Linked DNA regions of Mus musculus: all the other regions are linked to region 5. A link is a contact called in public HiChIP or PLAC-seq data. All regions are on one chromosome and are shown on one strand. The core of a region is the stretch at or near the end of the contact, and the rest is flanking DNA. Distances in the headings are between cores, read along the strand shown.

Evidence for each region. HiChIP or PLAC-seq counts read pairs in DNA pulled down with a chosen protein or histone mark.
Region 1: a FOXA1 HiChIP or PLAC-seq map of pancreatic cancer cells shows a contact between it and region 5. The contact joins two enhancer-like sites. A contact is called at or near these places in 1 of 484 Hi-C or Micro-C datasets (the N1E-115 cell line), 4 of 115 datasets of contacts at active chromatin or transcription factors (embryonic stem cells, large pre-B cells, pancreatic cancer cells and 1 more) and 2 of 9 other capture datasets (liver and pancreatic islet).
Region 2: an HNF4G HiChIP or PLAC-seq map of pancreatic cancer cells shows a contact between it and region 5. The contact joins two enhancer-like sites. A contact is called at or near these places in 20 of 484 Hi-C or Micro-C datasets (8-cell embryo, the N1E-115 cell line, differentiating embryonic stem cells and 1 more), 6 of 115 datasets of contacts at active chromatin or transcription factors (embryonic stem cells, extraembryonic endoderm stem cells, pancreatic cancer cells and 1 more) and 1 of 9 other capture datasets (embryonic stem cells).
Region 3: a contact with region 5 is called in a FOXA1 HiChIP or PLAC-seq map of pancreatic cancer cells. The contact joins two enhancer-like sites. A contact is called at or near these places in 1 of 39 promoter capture datasets (cranial neural crest), 4 of 115 datasets of contacts at active chromatin or transcription factors (embryonic stem cells, epiblast stem cells and pancreatic cancer cells) and 1 of 9 other capture datasets (embryonic stem cells).
Region 4: a contact with region 5 is called in a FOXA1 HiChIP or PLAC-seq map of pancreatic cancer cells. The contact joins two enhancer-like sites. A contact is called at or near these places in 2 of 484 Hi-C or Micro-C datasets (brown adipocytes and embryonic stem cells) and 2 of 115 datasets of contacts at active chromatin or transcription factors (embryonic stem cells and pancreatic cancer cells).

The regions. Positions count from the first base shown.
Region 1 is chr7:112,825,105-112,827,804 of GRCm38.p6, reverse strand. The region is part of intron 2 of Tead1 (TEA domain family member 1); the gene reads right to left. Among named protein-coding and RNA genes, the nearest start is that of Rassf10, 130 kb to the left of the region's middle. Within about 2 kb of position 1,399, at least 183 of the 459 cell types and tissues checked have an H3K27ac peak or open chromatin away from gene starts, as enhancers often do. A contact at or near this core is called in pancreatic cancer cells and trophoblast stem cells, where this site is marked.
Region 2 is chr7:112,787,259-112,789,958 of GRCm38.p6, reverse strand. All of the region lies in intron 2 of Tead1 (TEA domain family member 1), which reads right to left. Among named protein-coding and RNA genes, the nearest start is that of Tead1, 110 kb to the right of the region's middle. Within about 2 kb of position 1,433, at least 88 of the 459 cell types and tissues checked have an H3K27ac peak or open chromatin away from gene starts, as enhancers often do. A contact at or near this core is called in pancreatic cancer cells and trophoblast stem cells, where this site is marked.
Region 3 is chr7:112,443,409-112,446,116 of GRCm38.p6, reverse strand. The region is part of intron 1 of Parva (parvin, alpha); the gene reads right to left. Among named protein-coding and RNA genes, the nearest start is that of Gm45998, 6.6 kb to the left of the region's middle. Within about 2 kb of position 1,291, at least 43 of the 459 cell types and tissues checked have an H3K27ac peak or open chromatin away from gene starts, as enhancers often do. A contact at or near this core is called in pancreatic cancer cells, where this site is marked.
Region 4 is chr7:112,490,497-112,493,196 of GRCm38.p6, reverse strand. The region is part of intron 1 of Parva (parvin, alpha); the gene reads right to left. Among named protein-coding and RNA genes, the nearest start is that of Gm45998, 40 kb to the right of the region's middle. Within about 2 kb of position 1,301, at least 44 of the 459 cell types and tissues checked have an H3K27ac peak or open chromatin away from gene starts, as enhancers often do. A contact at or near this core is called in pancreatic cancer cells, where this site is marked.
Region 5 is chr7:112,644,657-112,647,547 of GRCm38.p6, reverse strand. No RefSeq gene overlaps it. Among named protein-coding and RNA genes, the nearest start is that of Gm24154, 28 kb to the right of the region's middle. Within about 2 kb of position 1,632, at least 59 of the 459 cell types and tissues checked have an H3K27ac peak or open chromatin away from gene starts, as enhancers often do. A contact at or near this core is called in pancreatic cancer cells and trophoblast stem cells, where this site is marked.

The DNA.
Region 1 (2,700 bases), core at 150-2,649, 180 kb before region 5:
CCACGGCCTAGGACATCATGACCACTAGAAGGACCTTTTGATCACCAGTTCCTGACTCTCTGGATACTGTACAAGAACTGCCTGGTGATATGGTATACGGATTTGCCCAATTTCCTTGACAAATTCTGGGCTTCATGAAAGCAGGGGCCATATTCTGATTCCAGAGACTACTGTCTTCCTGGCTCACAGCACCTCAGGAGAGGCTACGATCGGCCGCCATACTGATGCTGGTTTCCATCTCTTCCTGTAACACTTTTACTCTGAAGAGCAGCACGGTGGGGCAGAAGAAGCAGTCATCTGATGTGTTCTCTCCACGGGGAACATGAAAGAGCTCCATGCTGGCAGAAGAAGGAAAAGCCAGGGCTCCCGTCCTTAAGGTACAACAGGATCTGGGTGGAAAGACTGTGGAATACTGAACTACCTGTGACTTTCCCTCCCCTCTGAGCGGCAGGTGAGACAAAGGACCAGAGGTAGGATGAGTGTAATAAACTCAGAAAACTAAGAACCTTGTATCTTCAGAATCCATTCACCCATCCGCCATCCATCCACCCACCCACCCACCTACCCATCCATCCGGCCGACACAGGGCCTCCCCACGATGCCTAGGCTGGTGTTGAAAATTGTCTATGAAGTTATCTCTCAGTCTTAAGCCTGGAGTAGTTGGCTGAGAGGCTTGTATTGGGACACCTGGCTTTCCTTTTTTTTTTAAAATTCTGGTGGCCTTCATAGCTTTTAGAAGTAGCATCTGCCCCAATCCACCTGACAAAAAGGTAAGTTGGCCTTTGAGAAAATACTTTCCAGGAAACATCTTTTCTTCACAACAGGTCAAACAGGTAAGAATCAACTCACTAACTCAGGGCCATATGCTGGGTATCCATAATGTTTTCTAAAGATAGAAGGACTATACATCTGCTAGCTCACCCACTACACTCAAGAGCCCATGCGTCATAGCCTTATATGGCTCTAGCCTTGAATTCTGCTTTGTAAAGATATCTCAAAGTGAAATTATCCAGCAAACCCTCGTGTGGATAGAAGGTTCCACAAGTCAACAACCGCTTAAGCAGTTTAAACCAACAAGCAAGATGCCTTCTATTTAAATGCTATGAGCGAATCTATTTTAAGCCTTTAAAAATCCTCCGGGCAGGTGTTTAAGCTGTGTACTGACTGCGCCTGTGGAAGCTCTGGGGTGGGGGATGGCAGGCTCTACTCTCCACGCAGGCAGCGTTTTGTTCAGACAATCTTCCTGCTGCAGGTCATGTGACAAAGGGCAAATAAACAGCATCTGGGGATTTTCAATTACAGACCTTCGCCCAGCATGCCTGCACTGTAATCTCTACCAGATGAGGCCCAGGCCTCCCTATTTTCAATAATTCACACACTGTGTACACAGAACATGACAATAAGGGCATTCATGGTGCGGCCTGATTCGCAGATCAAAGCTAGCAGAGGGCCAGGAGGGCCAGCTGTAAGCAGGCTCGGCTGCTGGATGCTTCGTGCTTTTCACAGGCTTGGAAAGGCTCTCCCCGGGACCTGGCAAGCCGGCCTCTTTCCTGAGTTGTATTGCTGAGCAAACTCTGAACTGGAATGGGGTGCCCTCGGGGACTGCGAGAGAGGCAGCCAATCCATGTGTATTTGGGAATGCTGGGAAAGCCACACAGCTCTGAGCCACTCCAAGAGCTGCCTCCTGGCTGGTGCACGATCAGGGTAAGAGTTCCTAGGACGGGTGGTACCTAAAAATATTCGGTCTAAAAACACTGTATGATACCTGGACAGCCTAAACCAGGCACTGTGTCTTCCCATTTAACCTGCAAGGCCACCCTGAGGACAGGTGACAAAGAGTCTTATTTTAAAAGTGCGTCATAGAACCTCAGGTGTGGGAAATCTAAGATAAGACATTCATTGTTACTAGTGATAGCTCTACAGTTAATTAACTCAATTCACTCACACGTGGTGACCAGTGTGCATTTAGCCACTGTGTATTGCGCACATGCACACACCTTGATGTCTAAACGCACAGGCTTCTCAAATCCTAAACATTCCAGATCCTGCAGAGGAGACTCTAGTAGGGACAGGACTTCCTCCTCCCGAGATTTCACACTATTCACTGAGGGCAGGAACCAGGAGAAAGCCATAATGGTGACTTCCTCTTTGCAAACACACGCTGCTCACCAGCTGTGACTGTAAGTCCTTCCCCCTTTTCTCTCTCATTCAGAATGGTTTCCTCCTAATCACAATAATTCTGAAAGTGCTAAAACATATCAATCGTTGGCTAAGCCTCGCCTACAAAGGGGCCAGCCGGCTGGCTTTTATGGCCTTGTCCGCAGCAGCTGATACTTCATTCAGCGACAAATCCAATTTGGCAGTTACAAGAGGGTTAGCATCCCTGAAAAACTATTGGGGTTGATCTGGCGCTCTGAGTAGACACATGCTCCCTCCCGGACATGCTGCTCTGCGGGTTTGTCTGCGGCCATACTTGGGTGTCTAGAAACAATAGTCTTTCTTGCACCCCCAAACACAACCCCTACGCCTGTACAATCTGATGGTGGTAGTGGTGACAGAGGAGGCAGCAGCCAGGCTAAGTGTTGGTGCAAAGTGACTAGTGGGCTTTATGGATGGACTCACTGACAAGGGAAAGTAGTAGTCACTCTACTTGTCACAGATTCCTAATACTGGGCAAAAGGAGATTGCTCTTAAATCTTT
Region 2 (2,700 bases), core at 184-2,683, 140 kb before region 5:
GTTGATAGGCATGTAACACCTGTGCCCAGGCCATGTCCTTGGTACATAGGCCCAGGAGTGAGTCCCCTGATCTGACTAGCTAGGTGGGTGTCTCCTCCCATCTTCACTGCTTGGCATTTGTCCCTGCAGAGGCTACACACCGAAGTGAACCATCTCCCCAGACAAAGGCGTACCTTCCTACCCTCAAGGGTATTCCAAGCTACTCCCTGCTAGAACCTCCAGCCAAGGCCTCAAGCATATTGTTCTCCGCTGTCTATCTATTAAGAGGCTCTGGAAAAGCATGCAGGAAGGCTTCATGGTTTCTTTTCCCCCTAGACCCAGCTTAAGCAATGCCACAGTGTATATACACTACCTAAATTCTATCCAGCTTGTATATTTTAAGATTTATTTTAACTTATGTGTATGAGTGTTTTGCCTGAAAGAAAAGGAGTCGGATCCCCCTGAAACTGGAGCTGTGAGAACTGAACCTGGGTCCTCTGAAAGAGCAACAACTGCTCTTAACTTCTGAGCCATTTCTCCAGCTCCTCTATCCTGCTTTCTTAGCAAAGGTGTGCAGCACACTACAGTCTATAATATACACAGACTAAACCCACCAACAACCCCCATGGAGCTCTGTGAGTATGGGGCCAAGCTGCAGCGTCACCACGAGCAGCCCAGGAGAGCCAGTTCCATTAAGACACACACACAGCAGACACTCAGGAAGGAGCCTTCCTTCCTACACACCTCCCACCTTGCCTAATCGGTGGGCCACACACGTAGTGCTCCATCAACAAAAGCCGTGAAAAGTATTATCGTCTTTGTGGCTTATGAAAAGCCGTAATTCTCCTTCCTGTTTTACTCAAAGCCACCTGAAGTTGCCTGGTCTTAAACATGGCCCACCTAAGCTACCAGAGGCAGGAAAGAGGGGTTCTTCCTCGGGAAGATGGAAAAACAAAGTGGTTCTAAATTTGCACACACATTTCTAAACCCACCATCCCAGGGCCTTCAGAAATGCCCGAGGGAGGAAGAACTTTCCTCGACTGCTCTGTGGCTGAGAACACCTGGGGTTGCAGGATGAGCAATAACAGAAAACTTACCATAAAGAGGGAATGTGAACAACATTAGAAAACCTTTCAGGAAGGGGGGGCGGGGGAGAGAAAGCAGCCTCCAGACTCGGGGCCAGGTGGGCAAGGACAGCAGTTTTCTGCCAAGCTGAAAAATATAGGTAAAAAGATTAGGCCTACGCAACTTTTGTTTGCTACACATCCAGCACCCAGGATGGCCCTGGTCAGAAGGCTGCTTGGCTCCTGGCTACCGTGGTGTTTTTTCTTTCTTGACAATTCACTTCCCCAATAGGCATGGTGCCAACTCAAATGAGACTCAGAGCACTGAAAAGCCCTTCAGGTAAACAGTGTGATAAGCTAAACTGAAAAACTAGACAATGTTTTTGGACTATGAGGTAGTTGCTATGGAGACAGTTGCTAATTAACTGCTTTCAAGCAGGAGAACAAAGGGCTCAGGGCAGGCAGGCCTCTGTATCTCCTAGCTAGCAATGCATGGAGCTTGCGCAACAGCACGTCGCTCATATCTGGAATACCTGAGACCCGGCTGGTCGGCTAGATGCCTGGGGAATTGACAAAAGTACATTTTCTTCATCTTGACCTGGATTAACGGCACCTGGCCACCAGTACCTGTCAGGGAAGCAAGCTACACAGTAAAATGGCAGATTGCAGAGTAGCAACAAAAAGCCTGGCCCTTTCCTGAACAGTTATCTCCATTGCTGAGTGGAGACAATGGGGAATGGTTTGGATGGAGGGCTGAGCAGAAGAACTTTTTTTGTTTGGGGTCCTGGGGTTATACCCAGAGCTTTGCACATACATGCTAAGCATGCATTCTATCATGGAGATAAATGCAAGAGAATGAGTAATTTGTATGTAGGCGTGTGTTTCTAATATGCATGCATGAGGCCACAAATCTACAGGAGGTGCTTTCCGCCTTATTTTTTGAGACAGGGTCTTTTATTGAATATGGACCACACTAATAGGCCTGACTGTCTGGCCTGAGAGCTACCGAATCCACCTGTCTCTACACCCCAGCACTGGTGTTCCCATGCTTGTACAGCAAGCACTTAACGCCCTGAGGCAGCATCTCAGCGTGCCTGCACCCCAATCTGTAAATGATAAGTTCAACTTTTCATGCTTTACTACAGACCCCCCCCCAAAAAAAGTTATTTCAAAACAAAGGCATAATCTCTCCTCTTTTGGGATTCAAGTTCCCTATGGAAAACGATGTCTGGATATAGCTCAAGACCCAACAATAAAACCTATAATCACACCATACTCTTTGGCTCCAACATTATGCAATAATAACTAACTCAATAAACATGCACAAGAGTGCAACTGAAATGTGTCTATCTATCGCGGGCTCTTTCCTCCTCGGTCGCCATCCCAAGCTGACTGGGCTGATCCTGAGGCGGCAATGCTATTCTGAAGGGCTGGCCCCAGAGCTACAGTCCTTTACCAACATCAACACTGAAGCAGCATTAGCTGCTAGTGACAACCTCGTCTTGGAAAGACTCTGATGCCTCCACTGAGACCCAAGTTGTTTGTGCCAGGTTACATGAAACATATCTGCATTAAATAAATGTCCAGTAAGCTTTGCCTCCGAGAACACATCAAACACTCCTCTTCACTCTTAAGAATTTCAGATCAATTCGACCTG
Region 3 (2,708 bases), core at 42-2,541, 200 kb after region 5:
GTTGGGGACCACCTGTCTAGGGATGATGCTGCCCATGATGGGCTGGACCTTCCTACAACAATTAACAATCAAGATAATTCTCCAGTCATGCCCACAGGCCAATATGATGCAGGCCATTCCTCAGCTGAGGCTATCTATGTCAAGCTGATCTTAAAGCTATCCAGGACAGTAAGCAAATCCATGGAAATAAAGAGTAGACTGAGGTAGAGGGATGGGGAAGCAGGCAGAGAAAACATCTTCAACTTATAGCAATGATTGTACAACAGCAAACACAACACCTTTAGGTTATATCTCAGTATAGATTTTTTTTTTTAATTACCATTCCTCTATAGGGACCAGTCTTTCCTCTGGCTTTCAACTCCCAGCAGAGACCTAAAATGTGCATTCCCACCTCACGAGAAGCTACGTGAAGACAAGGTACTACTGCATGACAGTATCATGACACCCAGGTTAATGAACCTGCAAGTTAAGGCAAGAGGCCCTAAGGTAAGAGGTCTGGGCAAGAAGGGTGGCTTGGGAGGGATCAGCGCACCAGGCAGGAGCGGAATCTGTCATTCACACTCCCTCCATCCTCCCCATCAAACACAATCTTCCAACCCCAGAGGTTCAGAAGAGGCTGTTAGATTTTTTTTTTTTCACACAAGAACACCATGAATCACAATTCCCAGAACCAGCAATCCTGAAAGGGCTAGGTAGCCAGGAGTCCAAATGACTTCAATTGATGTCATAGACTGGAAAAGCTGACAGTCAGGCCTTCCAAAATGAAAGTCAATTGCCAACCATGAAATTCATGGCCCCTGGACTCCTCTTCCCCACCTGCTTCAACACCAATTTAAGCAATTCTGAACTCTGATCTCTGTGGTAGAATGTCCCCGATTTATTGAAGTGTCGGGTCCCAATTGTGTTAACATCCACCTCTGGCAGGGCCATTACTAGGCGTGAATCTGGGTGCCCATCACCCTGTCACATTAGCACAGTGACAATCAGAAGCAACAAATCAATCTTCTCCTTCGGAGTCACCAGGGAGCCTTGCAATTTCCCATAATGACGGGAGTGAGGAAAAGCAGGTGAGGCGTCATTTTTCCTCCGGGAGACTGGACAGGCGCTGGAGGGGCTACCGAGCCCACCAGGACGCCTTGCAACCCTCAGCCAAGACGCAGCTGCAGCTCCCTGACAAGGGCTACACCCTCAGACTTGCTTTACATTGGAACTGGGTTACCCTCCCCCTGTGTTTTGCAAACAACCTCAAAACTGTCAGCTCCTGCTGCCCAGGCTTCTCCCAGCTGTCACTATTAACTACCTGTCATCTGCAGGTCTGCTCCACCAGGGCTGCGAGCCAGGAAGGGTGTGTATGTGTACTCAGCCTTATGGTAAATAGGAAAATTCCTTCCAGCAGAGAGGACTGTTTATTTCCAAGCCTGAGGTGCGAGGGAGCGGGGTGAATAGGGCAAGAAGCTGGAGGCTCCTTTGTGAACACCCTCTCGGGGCCTCATGGAGCCAGTGAAATTGTGATTCTGTAGTGGTTATCAACAGCTCAAGCTGTTACTCAGTGAGGAGCCCAGCCTGCTGGCCTTTCTCCTCAGGACCCTGCATCTGAGACTGTGCCCCGGATTCCCATAAGTCTCTCTGATTCAAGGCCGTGACGGTTAATCGTGACTGTCAACTTAACTGGATTTAGGATCACCATAGAAACACATCCCTGAGTGTATCTATGAAGACGTGTCCAGAAAGGTTTTTACAGAACAGCAAAGAGCCATCCTGGATTGTGGGTGGCACCATCCCATGGGGTAGGGTCCAAGACAAAATAAAAAGGAGGCAGTGGGCACCAGCATTGTTTCCCTCTGCATCCTGCCTGCAGGTGCGATATGGCTGGCTGGCTCATGCTCCTGCTGCCATGGCCTCTTTCCCATAAATGCACCCTGGAACTGTGAGCCAAGTTAAGCTAGCTTCCTTCCTTCCTCCCTCCCTCCCTCCCTCCCTCCCTTCCTTCCTTCCTTCCTTCCTTCCTTCCTTCCACCAGGTATTTTGTCCCAGCAACAAGAAAGATGGTAATAGAAAAACTAAGGCATGTGACAGATACTGTTCAGAGTCTCTGTTCAGAATGCCCACACCTGCTGCCTTAGTGCCTCATCTTCTACCTCCTCTTCTGCCTGCAGCCCCCATAGTCATGCAAGCCAAGGCAAACATTGACTGTAGAATCACTATTCTGAATCAAGAAGTCAGGGGACTCTGCAATTAGCAGAGTTAATATCCTACCAATGAAGGTGTTATGGAGAGAGGGGAACATGGAGCCTGCTACACTGAGCCTCCTGAGTCATGGGGTACCCACAACCTGCATTCACATCATGGTAGAAACAACCCATGCCAGCCCAATGTGGCCACCTCCAGGTCACCTCAGCTATACTTGGTGCAGAGCGTCACTCCTGACTGCAGAGAGCTGAACTGTGCTTGCCACAGCACAGCTGAGAGCAGTGGTGTTAATAAGTACTGTGGCTACATCTGCTACAAAGTGACCCCCAGAAACACTCCCTGAAGTATGGGGTGTGACAGACACGTGCTCCAGCAGGCTCAGGTCCACAGCAGATGTGACCCATCTGATGATTAACTTCTGTCCCAGATGCAGGTCACCTGCAAAACCCACTTGTCAACAGAAGGAAGCGGAGGAGATGGCACAGTCAAGTGCTTCCTCGCAAGCACAAAGATGTGAG
Region 4 (2,700 bases), core at 52-2,551, 150 kb after region 5:
ACGTGTTGATGGCTCGGTCCTGAGGGTAGTATTTAGAGGCAGGGCTTTGGATACAGGACTGAACTGAGGATTCTATCCTAAGCAGTGAGTGAATCCATTGATGTACACACGATTTGACGACATTATTACAAAAAAGGTAGGGCCTTTTTTTTTTTTTTAAAGATTTGTTTATTATTTTATGTAAGTACACTGTAGCTGTCTTCAGACACACCAGAAGAGGGAGTCAGATCTTGTTATGGATGGTTGTGAGCCACCATGTGGTTGCTGGGATTTGAACTCTGGACCTTTGGAAGAGCAGTCAGGTGCTCTTACCCACTGAGCCATCTCACCAGCCCAGGTAGGGCCTTTTTTGTCCATCTGTCTGTCCTGACTGCTGAGGGAGTCCTCGACCATGGGTTTTGGCTCACGCCAGGCCTAGGTCAATGGAGCCAGTTGACCATGAAAGAAAGCTTATGAATCCATGGCCCTGAATCTTTTCTCCTTCTATTGTTTTTCTTAGGCATTTTTATCATAGTGATGTAGAAAATAGAAAAGTGGCTAGCATACAGCATCTTGGAAAACATATAATCAATTGATTAGAACTCAAATGCCCAGGCCTGGACCACAGGACCTTACCCGTCATCAGGCCCCATCCAGGCTCACCCCATAGAACTCCACCCTGACTCATCATGCTCCAGTCACATACTAGCTTTTGGTTGCCTCTCTAAGGAACAATACAACCCACACCTCAGGACCTTTGCATATCTCAGCTTAACCTGTCATCTGAAAAACCCTGCTCATTGAGAAAACCAACTGCAGGTATCCACACCATTCTCTCCCCTTTATGATACTTAGCACGATTTGTAGCTGTGTAGCTAGTGGTTGGTTGGTTTGCTTAAAACCAGCTTCTGCTACTAGACTGGGAACACCATGAAACCAGGGAAGGCTCTCTCTCTCTCTCTCTCTCTCTCTCTCTCTGTGTGTGTGTGTGTGTGTGTGTGTGTGTGTGTGTGTGTGTGTGTCCCCAACCCTGAAGCTTCCATTCTCAGCTCCCAGGAACTACTCAACAGTTACCCATGCCTTGAATGGAAGAGGATGGATAGACAAATTTGACAGCCTGGAAGATAAGCATGGCCCCTTGTGGAAACCCTTTTGTTTCTTTCTCCTAATGAGTTCACTAAAGCTAATCTAATCCAGCTCACTAAAGCTGATCAAATCCGCCCCTGGCCAGAATCTGGGTTTTGCCTGAGAGTAAGGTGAGAATTACTGAGTCACCCAATTGCTTACTCAGAGAGGGTTTCTGAGTGTTTGCCACATACTTAGCAGCACAGAGCAGCTTGTGTTAAATAAATAAACAGACCTGAAGCCTCCCTCCACCCTGTCCCTACAGGGATGCTGGACTCAGGGGACACACATAATGACACAGGAGGCAATTAGATAATAGGATACAGCTAGGATAATTATTTGCCATGGTGAGTGACACACTTAAGGAAAACACTGGGACACAAGCAGGGAGATATCACTTGTGGGTACTTAGAGGAGCGTGTCCTCAGGACCAGGACAGGTATGCAGGAAGTCACCTTCTGCAAAGTGTTGGGAAGAGGCCACACGAGCAGGTTCCCTGGTGGGGTTGTGTCACTGACCTAGACTGACTAATGGGGGTCCAGTGGGGGAAATGCTAAAATCTCCCAGGGGAGCCCCTAAGACTCCAGGAAGAGGGGAGGTGATAGCTTTTAGGGGCTTTTGTTTGTTCTTGATGAATCATGGGATATCTACCATGTAGCACTTAACCTAGTGCTAACTAGTCTAGGTGGTGTATATTCAACTGTGCTTGCTGACAATCCATGTATACACACACACACACACACACATACATCGGAGAGAGAGAGAGAGAGAGAGAGAGAGAGGGAGAGAGAGAGAGAGAGAGAGAGGAAATTATCTGAATAGTTTAATAAATCATAAATAATATCCTCCCAAAAGTACAGGAAAAAGTCTCAAAATCAGTTACAAGCAATCTCAGAGGACAGAGAATTAGCACCACTGAGGTAATAATTCAAAACTTGTACATGAAATGTTTTGAAATATAAGATTATTCTGAGCGGCTGGAGGCATGGCTCAGCAGTTCAGGGCACTGGCTGCTCTTCAGAGGACCTGGGTTGGTTCCTAACACCCACATGACAGCTCACAAACAGCTGCAATACCAGTTCCGGGGGATCTGACCTCTCTTCTGCCCCCATAGGCACTGCACCCATGTTTACTATACATATACACATACAGGCAAATACTCATATACATAAAATTAAAATAAATCTTTAAGGAATGTTTTAGCAGATATGGAGGAAGCCATCAATAACATTCAACTAACTTACCCCTCCCTCCTTCCTTCTTCCTTTTCTTCCCTCCCTTCCTCCCTCCCTCCCCCTCCCTTCCTCCCTCAACCTGGGGATTAAATTCCAGCCTTCCACACACTAAGCAAGCATTCTACCACAAAGCTACCGTCTTAACCCCTTTAAAAAAGAAATTTGAATTTTAAATAGGATCTTGCTAAATTACCTAGGCTGACCTTGAACTTGTAATCCTCCTGCCCAGTCAGTCTCTTTAGTAGTTGAGATTATAGACATGTATCACTTCCAACATTAATTCTTTATAAGAATTCTTTAAAATCAAAAGATAGGATATTTCCCTCTATAAAGTTAGAAAAGGTGGGCTGCCAAGATGGCT
Region 5 (2,891 bases), core at 383-2,882:
GGTGAGGAACAAGAGCAGGAAGGGACATTTCTACACAATGTCCTTCTCCTCTACACTGACATTTTCCAGCTCCAGTTTGGGAATGTAATTGCTCCATAACTTTACTTTATTTTAAATGTTTTGTTGATGCCTGGATAATTCGTCCAACCCACCCCCACTCCCACTCCCGTTTTTGAGGCAGAATACTATATCTTGTATCCCACCCAGACTGCCCTTGAACACACCATGTAGCTGAAGATAGTCTTGAACTCCTGATCCTCCTGCTTCTCCCGGGAAGCAGTTCTGGGAGCACAGAACCCAGGACTTTCTATATGCTACCAAGCACTCTGCCAATGGAGCCTCATCCCCAGCCCTAACTTTGTTCTTCCTTTCTTTTCCCAAGCTGAATTTGACTCTTCTTGACTTTTGCATTTTTAAAATGCATATTTTAAAATGCATATCCTATATGCATTTTAGATCAACTTGTCAATTTCTATTCATAAAACATTGCTGGGGCTGGTGAGATGGCTCAGCAGGTAAGAGCACCCGACTGCTCTTCCGAAGGTCCTGAGTTCAAATCCCAGCAACCACATGGTGGCTTACAACCATCCCTAACGAGATCTGACTCCCTCTTCTGGTGTGTCTGAAGACAGCTACAGTATACTTACATATAATAAATAAATAAATCTAAAAAAAAACATTGCTGACACAAAATTTATCAGGATTACACATAGCTTATAGATAGATTTGGAGAAAATTACTGTTCCTTTTTTTATTCATAAACATGGTATATCCCCTCTTATTTACTTAGATTTTTATTTATCTTAGTAGCATATTTTTCTCAGTATAAAAATCTTACATGTCTTGGGGGCTGGAGAGATGGCTCAGTGGTTAAGAGCACTGACTGCTCTTCCACAGGTCCTGAGTTCAATTCCCAGCAACCACATGGTGGCTTATAACCATCTGTAATAGGATCTGATGGATCTGACGCCCTCTTCTGGTGTGTCTGAAGACAGCAACAGTGTACTCATATAAATACATACATACATACATACATACATAAATCTTTTAAAAAATCTTACATGTCTCATTGCTATATATTTGATATACTTTTTTATTTTGTTTTTTGTTTTTTTTTTCTTTTGTGGTTTGGTTGGTTGGTTGTGGGGGTTGGGTTTTTTGCTTTTTTTTTTTTTTTTTTTTTTTGAGACAGGATTTTTCTGTGTAGCCTTGACTGTCCTGGAACTCACTACATAGACCAGGCTGGCTTTGAACTCAGGCATCCTTCTTGTCTTCTGAGTGCTGGGATTAAAGTCATACCTGGCTATTTGGTATTTTTTATATTACTTTTGCTATGGTTAAAAAAATAAAATGGCTCCTAAGGGTTGGGTGTGGTGGCTCAGGCCTTTAATCCCAGCACTTTGGAGGCAGAGGCAGGCTCCAGGCATCAGTTAACACCTGGATCTCTCTGCACCTGCAGATACATCATTGAAGTTTTCAGTTACATGACTCAATAAACACTTCTGTTGGCTTTAGTATTTTGAGTTCTGTTTACTTAGCAGCAATTGAATCTTACATGGATAATTAACAATAGTGAGAACGGAAAAGCACTCACTAGATCCACCTTCTATGGCTGCAGTTATGTTGTCTGAGTTTTAGTCATTATGAGTCATGTAATTCCTGGGGTTGGTTGAGAGGGTGGAAGGGAGGGAGATGCTGGGTAAATGGAAGGACCCAGGTTTTTAAAGAGGAACCCTGGCTTTCAAAAGAAGAATAAAAGCATCAAGAAGCAACTCTGAGCCTCAGAGCCGAGTTAAAGAGAGGGGACTGTTGCATAGGTCTCTTTATTGGAGGAGTGGAGACCCCTCACTCAGAGCTTCTGAGTGGTCTGGAAGGACATGGAGGGGCTAGGCTTGGTGGCAAGTGCTTTACCCACTGAGACATCTTGGTGGCCTCTATTTTTAATCTAAAAAATGTATTAACAAGCCCTTTATATAACTGAGATTTTTTTTTAAGATTTTTTTTTTTTTTTTTTGGTTTAGGTGTGTGTGTGTGTGTGTGTGTGTGTGTGTGTATGTGTGAGCTGGCCATACACATGTGTATAGGTGCCCACAGAGGCCAGCAGAGGGCATTAGATGCCTGGAGCTGGTGATAGGCTGTTGTAAGCTGCCCCATCTGGGTGCTGGGGATTAAACTTAGGTCCTCTAGAAAAGCGGCAAGCATTTAACCAGTTAGTCATCTCTCCAGCTCTAATGTCAATGTGATGCTGTTTCGCTGAACAAAATGGAAAGGAGCCAATAAATGCTTTCCTAAGCCTTCATTTGGTGAGGTACATCTAGGTTCTCATGACTGGGAAAAATCTGGACTGACTTTAACTCTGTGTGTAGGAAACGGGTCTGTACGAGAAGACCACCAGGGAAAACCCAGCCAGGTCATGTGGAAATATGCGAATGTTCCTTTGCCCATTTGTTTCAACTGTTTTTCCCTCTCCACAACATTCTCCAAATGCTGGTCTATTTAGCATAATCACAATCATTTTAGGTGCTAACCTAAGACAATGTCAAGACCCGCCTCCAGCCCTCCATTCCCGCCAGCTCCTGGGACGACTCCCCCTAGTGGCTGCTCTGAAGACACATGCAGCGCCAACTGGGTCAGGACATCACCTAGGCTCTGATGGAGGAGAGGGGGCCAAGAACACTGGGTGGCAGCCACCCATATTTCCTAAACCTAAGTAGAACAAACACTTCACAGAACGTTCCCAGTCCGTGATGCAATCCTTCCCCAGGGGAAAACACTCCTCTCTGCTTGGGTGATTCCAGGGCCTGGAAGATAAACAGTGGGGGATGGGGGACAGAAACCCAGAACCTCCAGAGGAAAGGGTTGATGAATGGGGCTGAGGGGGCCAAAGACTT